Linked DNA regions of Mus musculus: region 1 is linked to region 2. The links are chromatin contacts, called in public HiChIP or PLAC-seq maps. All regions are on one chromosome and are shown on one strand. Each heading gives the region's core, a stretch centred on a gene start, on an enhancer-like site or on the middle of the called end of the contact. The rest is flanking DNA. Distances are from core to core; before and after follow the strand shown.

What was found. HiChIP or PLAC-seq counts read pairs in DNA pulled down with a chosen protein or histone mark.
Region 1: a contact with region 2 is called in an H3K4me3 HiChIP or PLAC-seq map of intestinal villus epithelium, with 11 read pairs. The contact joins the promoter of Ms4a12 here to the promoter of Ms4a18 in region 2. A contact is called at or near these places in 3 of 39 promoter capture datasets (liver and pre-B cells), 2 of 484 Hi-C or Micro-C datasets (CD8 T cells and bone marrow-derived macrophages), 1 of 115 datasets of contacts at active chromatin or transcription factors (intestinal villus epithelium) and 2 of 9 other capture datasets (adipose tissue and liver).

Annotation. Positions count from the first base shown.
Region 1 is chr19:11,230,425-11,236,469 of GRCm38.p6, reverse strand. It overlaps Ms4a12 (membrane-spanning 4-domains, subfamily A, member 12), which reads left to right and starts at 4,017. Exons shown (of 7, transcript NM_001374133.1): 1 at 4,017-4,101; 2 at 5,922-6,045. The coding sequence starts at 5,930. All of the region lies in intron 1 of 4930526L06Rik (RIKEN cDNA 4930526L06 gene), which reads right to left.
Region 2 is chr19:11,014,071-11,019,995 of GRCm38.p6, reverse strand. It overlaps Ms4a18 (membrane-spanning 4-domains, subfamily A, member 18), which reads left to right and starts at 2,033. Exons shown (of 7, transcript NM_001251849.1): 1 at 2,033-2,104.

The sequences.
Region 1 (6,045 bases), core at 2,768-5,267, 210 kb before region 2:
TGCTGATGTTAATTACTTTCTGACTAGCTACCATTTTGATCAGGAATGGAGATGGTGAAACAACCATCTGGTCATGAAACACATTCTCTAGAGGCTATTGGTGCTGAGCAGTATCAGACTCCTTTGTACTTAAATAGTTATGAGGTTTTTCTTCTTTGAAGCTCAACCACATTACAAGTAAAATGAAAGTCATTACCATGTTAGAAATATTTCTCATCCTAATATAAACACAATGTACACAAAAGCATCTGCCACTGTTACCCTTCCATGCCAGATCACTAGTGAACTGAGAGGACTCTGATGATGAGATTCTAAGGCTGGACAGGTAGGTCCTCTGCATAGTTAAACCTGTCAGACAGACAAGAGGGGGAGGAGAAGGACCTAAAGAAAACAGCCTAGAAGGGTAGCAGGCACATTCTTCTATGTTCAATTACCAAAGTCTGGACTTTGGCCTCCACAGAGCTGGAACTCAGCAAACATTTAGTGAGTATGCATATATGCTCTGCTCTTTAATACCAGTGCTAGACACATGACTAATCCTTAAGTGTTGGAATTCACACTCTTCATCAGGCTCATACTTTAAGGCCAAAATTTTTATCCCACAGAGACACATTAGACACATTAGACAAATATTATTATTATGGAGTTCTCAATCACCTGTCACACTCTGAAGTTGCATGGTTTCAGCGAGGAAACATTTCCATGCCTCTCCAAGATTCCAAGCTAACTTTCCTGATAGTGCAAAAGGAAAGAAAACAATCGAAGTATAACTATCCAAAACAAGTGGGGTTGGGTGGTAGGGGGGACTAAGCATAAAGGGCAACACCTGGTGGCAGAGTCACCAATAAAACATTGTTTCTGCACGTGGCAGGATCTTTGCACAGAACTCACAGCAGCTGTGGCTACCTGCAGATGTGTGTAAGATCAAGCCAGCTTTTTAAAAAATCCCAGGATGGACAGGGGAGGAAATCTCCACCCCTGGCTAAGGCGTTCTTAGTTATTGGTGACTGCAGAAAAGGAAGAACCTAACTTCTTCAAGTATGCAGCCCCTGAGAGGCTGCCCTGCTCCAGTAGATTAGTACTGGCAACCCTAGGTGAGCTCAGTGGGGTTTGAAAAAGAGTTCAAGGACTTGGGAAGGGACAGCTGTAGGAGAGGGGAATGGGCAGGAGGAAATGGGGTAGAGTTAATCAAAACACATTATATGCATGTATGAAACAGAAACTTGTATTATAGTTTCCTTATTTCACTAAGTAAGTTATGGACCTTGTTAAGAGATGGCCATCTGTTTGCTCTTTATTGCTGTAATAAAACACTAACCGAAACCAACTAGCAGAGGAAAGTACATATTTGCTTTTTAGGTTACAGTCCATTACTGAGTAAAGTCAGGGCAGAAACTCAGTGAAGAATCCTGTAGGCGAGCACTAAAGCAGAGACTATAAAGAAACATTGCTTTCTGGCTTGCTCCCTGGCTCCCTTTCTCATTCACCCCAGGCCTACCTGCCTAGGGATGGTGCTGCCCATAGTGGGTTGAGCCCTTGTATATCAATTAGCAAATCAAGAATGCCCCACAGGTTAAGAGCACTGGCTGTTCTTCCGAAGGATATGGGTTCAATTCCCAGCACCCACAATACAACTCAAAACCATCTGTAACTCCAGCCCTAGGGGATATGATGCCCTCTTCTGACCCCTGCAAGCACTCGTGCTCATAATGTGCAAGCACATGCATGCAAAACACCCATAAAGCTAAAATTGAAAATTAAAAAAAAAAAAGTAAAGTAAAGGCCCATAGACATGGCTGTAGGCCAATCGGATCGAGGTAATTCTCCAGCTGAGGGTTCCCTCTTCCCAGGCTACTACAGGTTTGTGTCAAAATACCAAAAGTATGTGCACACTTACAGGCTAGCTTCTTGCTTTTCCACAGAAATTACTCCAGTCAGAAAGCAGCCCATGTAAGGAATGAAACACTAACCACATATGTGGAGGAAGTACTCCTGAGACCTTATTCTTCAGCACTTACTAACTGTAGTCCCCTGAGAAAGTGAACTTCCTGTGACTCACTTCTCGAAAGTAAGGCTGGAATAGTCTCCCAGTGAGTCCTGTCTGCTCCTAGTGACATTAGCTATGTGGCAGCATTCACGCGTGCTAACAATAGTGACAGGACGCTGCCACCAGGGTAACTTTTCCAAGCTGGTTAGTGATACTACTCTAACGTAGAAAAAACAATTCCTAGGACCTTGATTGACCTAAAGACTGTTCCAGAATTATGTATGGTGAGCCATGCAACAGTTTAGCAAAATAAATAAATAAATAAATAAGTTTTCTCTGTGTGTTTTTACAGAAAGAAAATACACATTTTATGTCAAAACTTAATGTTTATTGACACCAGTCACCTTAATGCTTCAGTATTTTACACAGGTATTCTTACACTTGGCCGCTGCCTTATGAAGAGACTCTCTACCTGAAGGTAAGTCTACGAGGCCAGGAGAGGGGGGACAGGAGACTTAAAGAACACTGCTCATTGTCCACTTCACTCCCTTACTACCCAGCTGAAATGAATCAGGGTGTCCACAGGGTTCCTTCTCAGACAACAACCCTGAGTCCTTTGTCCTGCTAAAATAATTCTGATTTCTTGTTCTTTTAATGATGCCCATCCTTTGAGCAGGACCATTGACTCAAACTGTCACATTCTAAGGTCCATAACATCACAAATGCTCCAGCATCATGTTGTCTACTTTAGAAAAAATACATACAAATACAAATCCAAAAGAGAAAGGAAACCACCATTAATACACAAAGATAATTTAAAAGCAAACTCTTTTAAAAAGTCCTACTCCTAGCCAGGAAGCTAGTCACGATTGATGCTGCTAGGAGAAGGGAAATATGTTTTCCTCAACCGAATGGCCCTTGGTATCTACCATACTCCAGGACAGGCCACATGTTCAGGAGTAGTTGACCTACTTGGACTCCACAGTTGGTTGGTTGGCTATCCATTTTTAGAGAGAGAAAGAACATGAAGTCGGGTGGTTGGGGAGGTGATGGGGACCTGAGAGGATTTGGGAAAGGAAAAAAAGAATAAAATATTCTTTTCCATATATATTATATGAGCATATATTGTATGAAATTCTCAAAGAATAAATAAAAACAATATTTTCAAAAACCATTCTTTCCTAACCATTCATGTGGTGGTGGTGGTGGTGGTGGTGGTGGTGGTAGTGGTGGTGGTGGTGGTAGTGGTGGTGGTAGTGGTGTGTGTGTGTGTGTGTGTGTGTGTGTGTGTGAAAAGAATTGACACTGATCCCACTTGCTCAATGGATCTCACCACATGTGAAACTTGACAGCCATGGGGCTTTTGAAGGCAAGAATATACATTGGATCTCTGTTCTTAGGACACTTGTTTGCACCTCTAAGACACAAATGAACATGAATAGTTAGACTGCCTCCAAAATTATAACATAACAGTATTGAGAATTATAAGGGTTGATTGACCTGTAAAGGTATTAATAAAATGGTAAGTTAAAAGGGTGTAGTATAGAAAACCTACACAATCTACCTTAATTTGGTGAGTCTTTACAACACCATGTACATCTGTATGTAACACGAATCCTGGCACACGAAAGTTTGCGAATCCTGATGAATTATCCTCAGTAGCAGTGTCCAGGTGTCCAGAGTGCAGGCACTTTTACTCCTCCTCTTTCTGTTCTTCATTGTCTGTGTTTTACAGTTGTACTTGTCTGGTTTAAAAGGCACTAGAACGTGGTGTGGCACTGCTTTAGTGAGGGTCAGAAAGCTAAGGGGCTGGAGAAAGGAACAAGAAGTGTCTGGAAGTGTCACTTCCCAGCATAAGTGAGTCAGAACACACTTCCCTGCATAAATACAAACTACAACGCATTCTCAAATTTACAAATGGGGTGAAAGTGCTTAATGAAAGGACTTTGGAACTATATAAAGATAGGATAGGCTCGCTTGAAGCAAGGAAGTAAAGGCACTTATAAATCCCAGATAAATATCCAAGATCAGAGCAGAACATATAGCTGAGAAAGAGAGAGCCCAGAGGTTCTGGGAAGCTGCATAGGTCCACTGAAACCACCCTGCCTTTCTCGGTGGGTATGGAACGGGGCTGATCTGTTTGGGTGGGTTTGCTGCCACATTCTACTCTCTGGGTGGGAGAGGTGAAGCCAATTCTTAAATCTGTATTGAGACAGTTGACGAATGAAAGAGAAACCCGGAGAGAAACAAGACAATTACTACTAAAGGCACTTCAAGCGAATCTATAGACACATACCCATGTGTGTAAATCTAATGCTAAGGATAGTGGATACACATGTATGAAATTCCATGAATAGTAACCGGCAAGCAGGAACCCTTGGTGACAGTGTCGTGATCGAGGGTCCACGCATAACAGAGACACTGAAACACACAGTTTCTGAATATGATTCACTAAAGAGGCTTCTTTATGGAAAATGAAGACTGGGAAATCACCCTTCACTGGGTCAGCATTTTTTAATATTTGCTGAAAGATGATATTTTCAGACATATGTCCTGCATGATTCGGTTGGAAGTGTCTATGAGTCACTGTGATGTTTCATTATATGCTATATAATACATTCTAAACAATAGTATCATTTTCCTTCTTTTCAAACAAAGGTGGAAAGGAGGTGGTAAGAAATTACAGTCATATTTTCCCATCTTTACTTGGATTAGTTCACCAGCTGGTTTTTCTCCTATTGCTATAGTCCTTATGCTTTATAATTCACCAGAACTTTGGTGTTTTTATTTATGTGTTTGTGTGCTTGAAAATGGTTGTTAGTTCTCATTTTTCAGAAAAAAGCTGGTTGTAAATAGCTTATCATTTGCTAAGAGAAAAAAATGTGCTAACTCCTTTAAAAAAAAAAAAGAAGAAGAAAAGAAAAGAAACAAAACTATGACAATAGACTCAGCACTGAGCTGACTGTCTTCCCTTTATGTGGATCCTCATTTTGACTGGAGGATCTGTTTGGGTCCTCATTTTGATTGAAGGATCAGTTTGGATCTTCATTTTGATTGGAGGATCACTTAATCCTGTTTCCCTGGCATCACTTCCACATCTACATACTAGGTCATTTTCATATGAACCAAAAAATGTAGAACTGGGTCATTTTCTAATCATTTTCTAAAACTTCAGCAGTTTGGGCACAAATCCATCCTGAGATGTGTTTTACAGAGTTAGGTATTAATAGTCTGTGTTCCATGTGAAACTTCCATGTTCAAAAACTAGATCACAGATAAGAAGTCTTAAAATTTCCCTAGCAAAGTTATCAGAGACAAAAAATACACACTGTGTGTGTGTGTGTGTGTGTGTGTGTGTGTGTGTGTGTCCCTCCCTCTCCTTCCCCTCTCATAGAACAATCATTTAATTCTATACTTTTTAAAGCCCAGGAAAATTCTTGTTCTGACTTTATACACCCATCTCCTGTCTCCTTGCTCTTGGCATTGACCTTTTGAAGTTCAACCCATTTCACCAAATGGACACGCATCCTCTATTTGAAATAAGATAATAAGAAATAAGATGGGTTCTAATAACACAATAGTCACTGCCATCACCAAGCTCTTGACCTATGCTGGGAACTCTTACAATGGCTTTATGAAAATTGTCATCATTCAACCTTTATTCTGGCCATTTGAATGGCAACATCTATCCTTTTACAGCATAGATACAGGCTAACAGAAATTTAATTGAGAAAGCTACTCAAGTGAAGTATCAAGTTGGAGACTAAAAATAGCTGGAGTAATATTTAGTCTTAGAAACTGCATCTATTTCTTGTCACTAGCCAGTATGTGCTCACTTGCTCTCTCTCCTATTTGCATAAAAATTGATGACAAGATGTCCTTTAATTTCTCTTCCTGGTAAATGTGTTATTTCTGTATGTTTTGTACTGCTTAGGTGACATAATGACATCTTCCCAGACTACCTACCCTGGAACGCGTGGCATTCCAAATCCTTGCCCACCAACAAGATCCATGGCTCCTCATCCTCCACAACCTCTGAATTTTTTAAACGTAAGAAA
Region 2 (5,925 bases), core at 784-3,283:
CATTGCAGCTCCCAGAGGAGGGATCCCCAGCTGAGCTGAGGAGCTCAGGAGCCTCAGCCTGAGCCTCGCTCCTTCTCTTCTCTTCTCTTCTCTTCTCTTCTCTTCTCTTCTCTTCTCTTCTCTTCTCTTCTCTTCTCTTCTCTTCTTCTCCTCTTCATTGTTTCTTGGCTTCTTCTGATAAAAGAGTGACACCAGGCAGCAGATCTCATGAAAGAGATTTATTGGATGGGGTCCAGGATGCGGAAGAACATGTCTGCTCCTAGGAGAGTGGAGAGCCAGGAACTGGACAAAGGGCAGGACTTACACAGGATTTTTAAGGAGGTGGAGCTTTTCAGAGCAGAAATTATCAGATTGGAGATTGGTGGGAGTTCAAGTCCTGCACTTGGGGGAGCTAAGGGATTGGTGGGTTTCGCTGTTTGAGGAGTGTTGAGTTTTCATGCTCAAGGATTGGTGGGTTTCTGTGGGAAGTTCAGAGATTAACGGGCTTTCTTATTCAGGAATTGGTGGCTTTTGTACAGACTCTTCACCTAAAATTAGCATAATCTAGGGAGGGTTCTGTTGAGGGGCTGGAGATGACCTTTGTGACAGTTACAGAGGCTGGATACACAGTCATGACAATTAGGGTGATTTGGGGGAGGGGTCTGGCTGATGGAGCTCCTCAGGCAGGGGCCTGGCCACTTTCCAACCTTGAGGGTTTATAAAGTCTACAAAGTTTACAAAGGGAGTCCATAGCATGGAGGGAAAGCCTTCCCTGACACTTGAGAGGATAGCCAATTCATCTCATATTGAACAATACAGAAGAGAATTATCAACTCATTCAAGACAAGAAAATTTTAAAAAATATCAGGACTCATCAAGGTACCAGTAATTTGTCATGGTACACCTGCCAGTTCGTAGTATGTTCTAGTTTGCTTTTTTTTTTCTTACTGAGATAAAATTTTGATCAAAAGCAGCTTGGAGAATGGTTTGTATAGCTTGAAGGTTGTAATCCATCACCAAGGGAAGCCAAAGGGAACTTAGAGCAGGAACCAGGGTATGGGAACTAAAATGAGAGCACAAAGGAGCACTGCTAACTAGTTTCCTCTGGTGTGCTGGGCTGTTTCTTATACAGCCCAGGCCCACCTGCCTAGGAACAGCAATCCCCACAGAGGGCTGGGTCCTCTTACATCAAATAGCAATAAGGAATGCCTGCCCCAGACACGCCCACACACTAATCTGATGGAAGCAGTTCCTCAACTGAGACTCCTTCTTTCCCAAGTGACCCTAGATTTTGTGTCCTATTGACAAAACCTAACTGGTAATGATAGAACTGGATTCTTATTCGTGTCTTCTTCTGCTACAGTCCAGGCTGTGTGGCTCCTGTACCCTGTTACTCCTATTATACTGATCACAGGCAAAACATGAGGGTGGCAATGAGGACAACGAGGTCATTCTTGTGACCCAGCTTCACCCTATATACTCAAACTAAAATCACAGTTCTATAAGAAAGCAGGCTGAGCAAGCCAGGGGAAGCAAGCCTGTAAGAAACATCCTTCCATGGCCTCTGCATCAGCTCCTGTTTCCTGACCTGCTTGAGTTCCAGTCCTGACTTTCTCTAGTGATGAACAGGGGTTTGGAGGTGTAAGCTGAGTAAACCCTTTCCTCCCCAACTTGCTTCCTTGTCATGATGTTTTGTCCAGGAATGGCACCACCCACAAGGGACCTCCCCAGTTGATCACTAATTGAGAAGATGCCCCACAACTGGATCTCATGGAGGCACTTCCCCAACTGAAGATCCTTTCTCTGTGATAACTCCAGCCTGTGTCAAGTTGACACAAAAAAACAGCCAGTACACTCTGACATTCTGCATGTTACACTTTCTCAGAGGCAGACTTTGGAATGCTCACACAGAATCCTATTCTAGACACGGTCATAAATACTCCGAGGTGCAGATAAATTCAAGGTGGGAGCCTGACATTATATTCATTGGCTCTCGGTGAAACTTCAAGGAGGACTTTGGAGCTTGAAAGAGAAACCTATTATTTCTTCCCTTGTGAGAAATTTCTAAAGCAGCTGCAGGAACTGCCAGGGCCTAAAGAAGGAGACAGACTTGCCAGGACTCAAGGTAAGATTTCTGGGAATTCCTTCATAGAGTCTTGACAGAGCTTGGACCCTATCAAGAGGGCTCCAAGACCTGGACAAGCTCTGGAAAGGTCTTTTGGGAGCTGCAGGAATCAGGAGACCCCTATAGACTGTACACTGATGTATGGTGGGAGCTCACAACAACCCAACCTCTGAGACTATTGCTCAGCCATCTGGGAGGCTGCTGAAGAATCAGAGCAGGTTCCTGGAGCTAGTTCTCCATCTGCCTGAGCAGAGTAGTCCCAGGACAGAAGGCTGGACACCCAGGACAGAAAGCTGGATGCCCATGGTGGAGGCAGAGGAATGACCACTGGCTTTTTGGATGACCACTCCCTGAAACCATCTGGTTAAATGCATGGTGGTCAGGTTTGTTTAGGAACTCAGCCAAGAATTGGTGGGAAAGAACAACCTCCTTTGTTCCTATCAGGTCCTCTGGAGCCCAGCCCAGGGCTCAGCTGCTGTATCAATCACCATGTGTACAACGATATTGCTCTTGAATAACAAGGAACCTTTTATGAAAAAAAAAAAGAGGAAAGACAAAGCTAACCCATTTTCCTATGGCATGGAAAAGAGAATAGCATTCAGCGTAGTATGAAAGGCAGACAGATCTTCCATCCAAACCATCAGGATCTCAGTTCCTGGTTACAGTAGAATATCTACCTAGAAAGCACAGAGCCCTAGGTTTGGCACACACACCCTCAGCTCCACATAAACTAGGCACGGTAGTAATCATGGGAGGTGGAGGTAGGAGAATCCTTAGCTATGTAATAAGTTCAAAGATAGCCTGGACTACGTGAGACTCTGTCTCAAAAAGCAAACCTTAGCTTCAGCATTTCTTTATGACTGTGCTCAGGTTAGCTAACCTCTCAGACCCTCGATAGTAATAGTACATGGCCGGAGGTGTTGCTTATCATATCAGTAGGGCTGTGAGACATAATCTGCAGTTGCTACAGTTGTTACTATCCATCACCTCCCTGGAGAACTTGGAGTTCTTGAGAGAAGGCCAGGGATGCTTGACACAGGATGTTCTTACAGCTGAACATTCATGGTTTGTGTCACCTGACAGGCACAGAATTCTTCTACAGAAGTTAAAACACGGTGGTAACAAGGAGATAAGCCTGGGTTCCAAGCCCACTCCTGAGAGCTGTGTGGCAAGTCATTCCCCCTTCAGAACCATGGTCCCCATGAGGCTTAGTGGAATCACAGGGGATATGGAAATGAGGGAGACATCAGGGGGAATTCCTTGGCTGTCAGGTGTCAGACCAATGACAGGCAAGTCTCTTGTTCATTTTTTAATGGGTGCTGAGGATTGAATCCAGGCCCTCTCGTGCACTGAGCTCTGGCACCACACAGCATTTCCGGGCCTTTTTAGTTTTATGTCATTTTAATTTTGAGACAACATTTTATTAAGTGGTCCAAGTCATCTTGAAATTGCTCTGTAATATAAATAAGTCTTGAAGTTGCAATCTCCTACCTCAGACTCCTAAGGAGCTTGTATCATGAGCCTGTGCAGCCCCAAATTGACAAGTGTTTTGTTGCTGTTGTTTTCTCGGTTTAGCTTCAAGACAGGGCCTCACATATCCCAGGTTGGCCTCAATAGCAGAGAACAACCTTGAACTTCTGAATCTGATTTCACCTCCCTAAGCATGGGACTCTAAGCACATGCTACCACACCCAGTTTATATGATGCTGGGGATAGAACCCAGGATTTCATGCACACAAGGCAAGCATTCTACCCACCAAGCTACATCCACAGTCCTGCCAGGTGTTTTTCTTACAGACAAGAAAAATTGCAAAAGGCCTCAGAAACTAGCTTGGTCTTACAAGGAAAATCTGGATATGTTCTGAATTTTTACCAAGTGATACCTGCATTGCTGACCTAGAGACAACGTTTTAAGATCCACTTGACTTAATATTAGAAATAAAACAGTTCGGAGTCTGAGGGAATGGTAGGGTTCAGAGAGTAGTCTTTCTGTTGCAGATGGCTGCTACTCTTCAACAAACACTGAGCTAAGAGTGCTTTCCTGTGCTGGAGGTGAGAGCCCCAAGGAAGGACTTGAGGGCTTGTTGGAAGGACAAGTCTATATCTACATTTCACAGAGCTAGTGCCCTTACACCTGCAGGTCATAAAAGCAGAAACTGTGAAACAGACCTGGAGCTGTCTGACCTCTGGACCCTGATGCTGCCTTGCCTGTGGCTTCCTTATCTGGGTGATCAGTAGTGAAAGGTGACAGTCCAGCAGCCAGCAGAGTCACATTGATATCAGCCCTTTGGGGTATTTTCCTCACTCTGGCACCTGCTGGCACCATAAAGCACTATCATGAGTTTACTTGGTATTTGTCATCTAGAGAGTCCAGAAAGCTTTTTGCTTGCATCATGCTAGAATCCAGTTCACCTTATTTTGGGTCAAAGCATTTGACGACCTGCCAGCAAGAATCTACAATTTACGTGCCAAAGCGTTAAACACAAGAGGATAGTAACAGGTGATTTTTTTTTCCTCATCTGAGTGGAAAATATTTCTACATATGTCCTTAATGTGCTAAGGAGACTGGCTGCCTCCTCCCAGGCATCCTTCCTCATCAACATAGGGAAAATAAGACATCCTCCAGATCTACCTAAGTAGGGACCACAGTCACATTATTCTCTTCCAGAAATCTCAGACACCTAAGATGGAAATGAGAGGCCATTCTCAGACTCCTCGGTACCCTAGAAATAGCAGCTGAAATATAGATGAACCGAAGCCAGCACTGTGTTTGCATGGTTCAATTCCCAGCACCCAGATGGCAGCTCACAACCACCTGTAACCCCTGTTCCATGAAATCTGATGCCCTAGATTCTTCAGACACTAGGCACATACATGGTTCATAGACATAAATGAAGGCAAGACACCCATACACATAAAAAATTAAATTAAATAAATTTTCAGATACCTGGTCTTTCAAGAAGTCCCAGCTCATTTGAATATGGACCCCAAGGAAACAAAGACTCTTTTTTTTTTTTTTAGATTTATTTATTTATTATATGTAAGTACACTGTAGCTGTCTTCAGACACTCCAGAAGAGGGCGTCAGATCTCCTTACAGATGGTTGTGAGCCACCATGTGGTTGCTGGGATTTGAACTCCTGACCTTCGGAAGAGCAGTCGGGTGCTCTTACCCACTGAGCCATCTCACCAGCCCCTCTTTTTTTTTTAATTAGATATTTTCTTCATTTAAATTTCAAATGTTATCCCAAAAGTCCCTATTCCCTCCCACCGCCCTGCTCCCCAACCCACCCACTCCTGTTTCCTGGCCCTGACATTCCCCTGTACTGGGGCATATAATCTTCAAAAGACCAAGGGCCTCTCCTCTGACTAGGCCATCTTCTGCTACATATGCAGCTAGAGACACGAACTTTCGGGGTACTGGTTAGTTCAAATTGTTGCCCCTCCTATAGGGTTGTAGACCCCTTCTGCTCCTTGGGTACTTTCTCTAGCTCCTCCATTGGGGGACCTGTGTTCCATCCAATAGATGACTGTGAGCATCCACTTCTGTATTTGCCAGGCACTGGCATAGCCTCACAAGAGACAGCTATATCAGGGTCCTTTCAGCAAAATCTTGCTGGCATATACAATAGAGTCTGGATTTGGTGGCTGTTAATGGGATGGATCCCCAAGTGGGGCAGTCTCTGGATGGTTCTTCCTTCCATTTCAGCTCTAAACTTTGTCTCTGAAACTCCCTCCATGGGTATTTTGTTCCCCATTCTAAGGAGGAATGAAATATCCACACTTTGGTCTTCCTTCTTCTTGAGTTTCATGTGTTTTGCA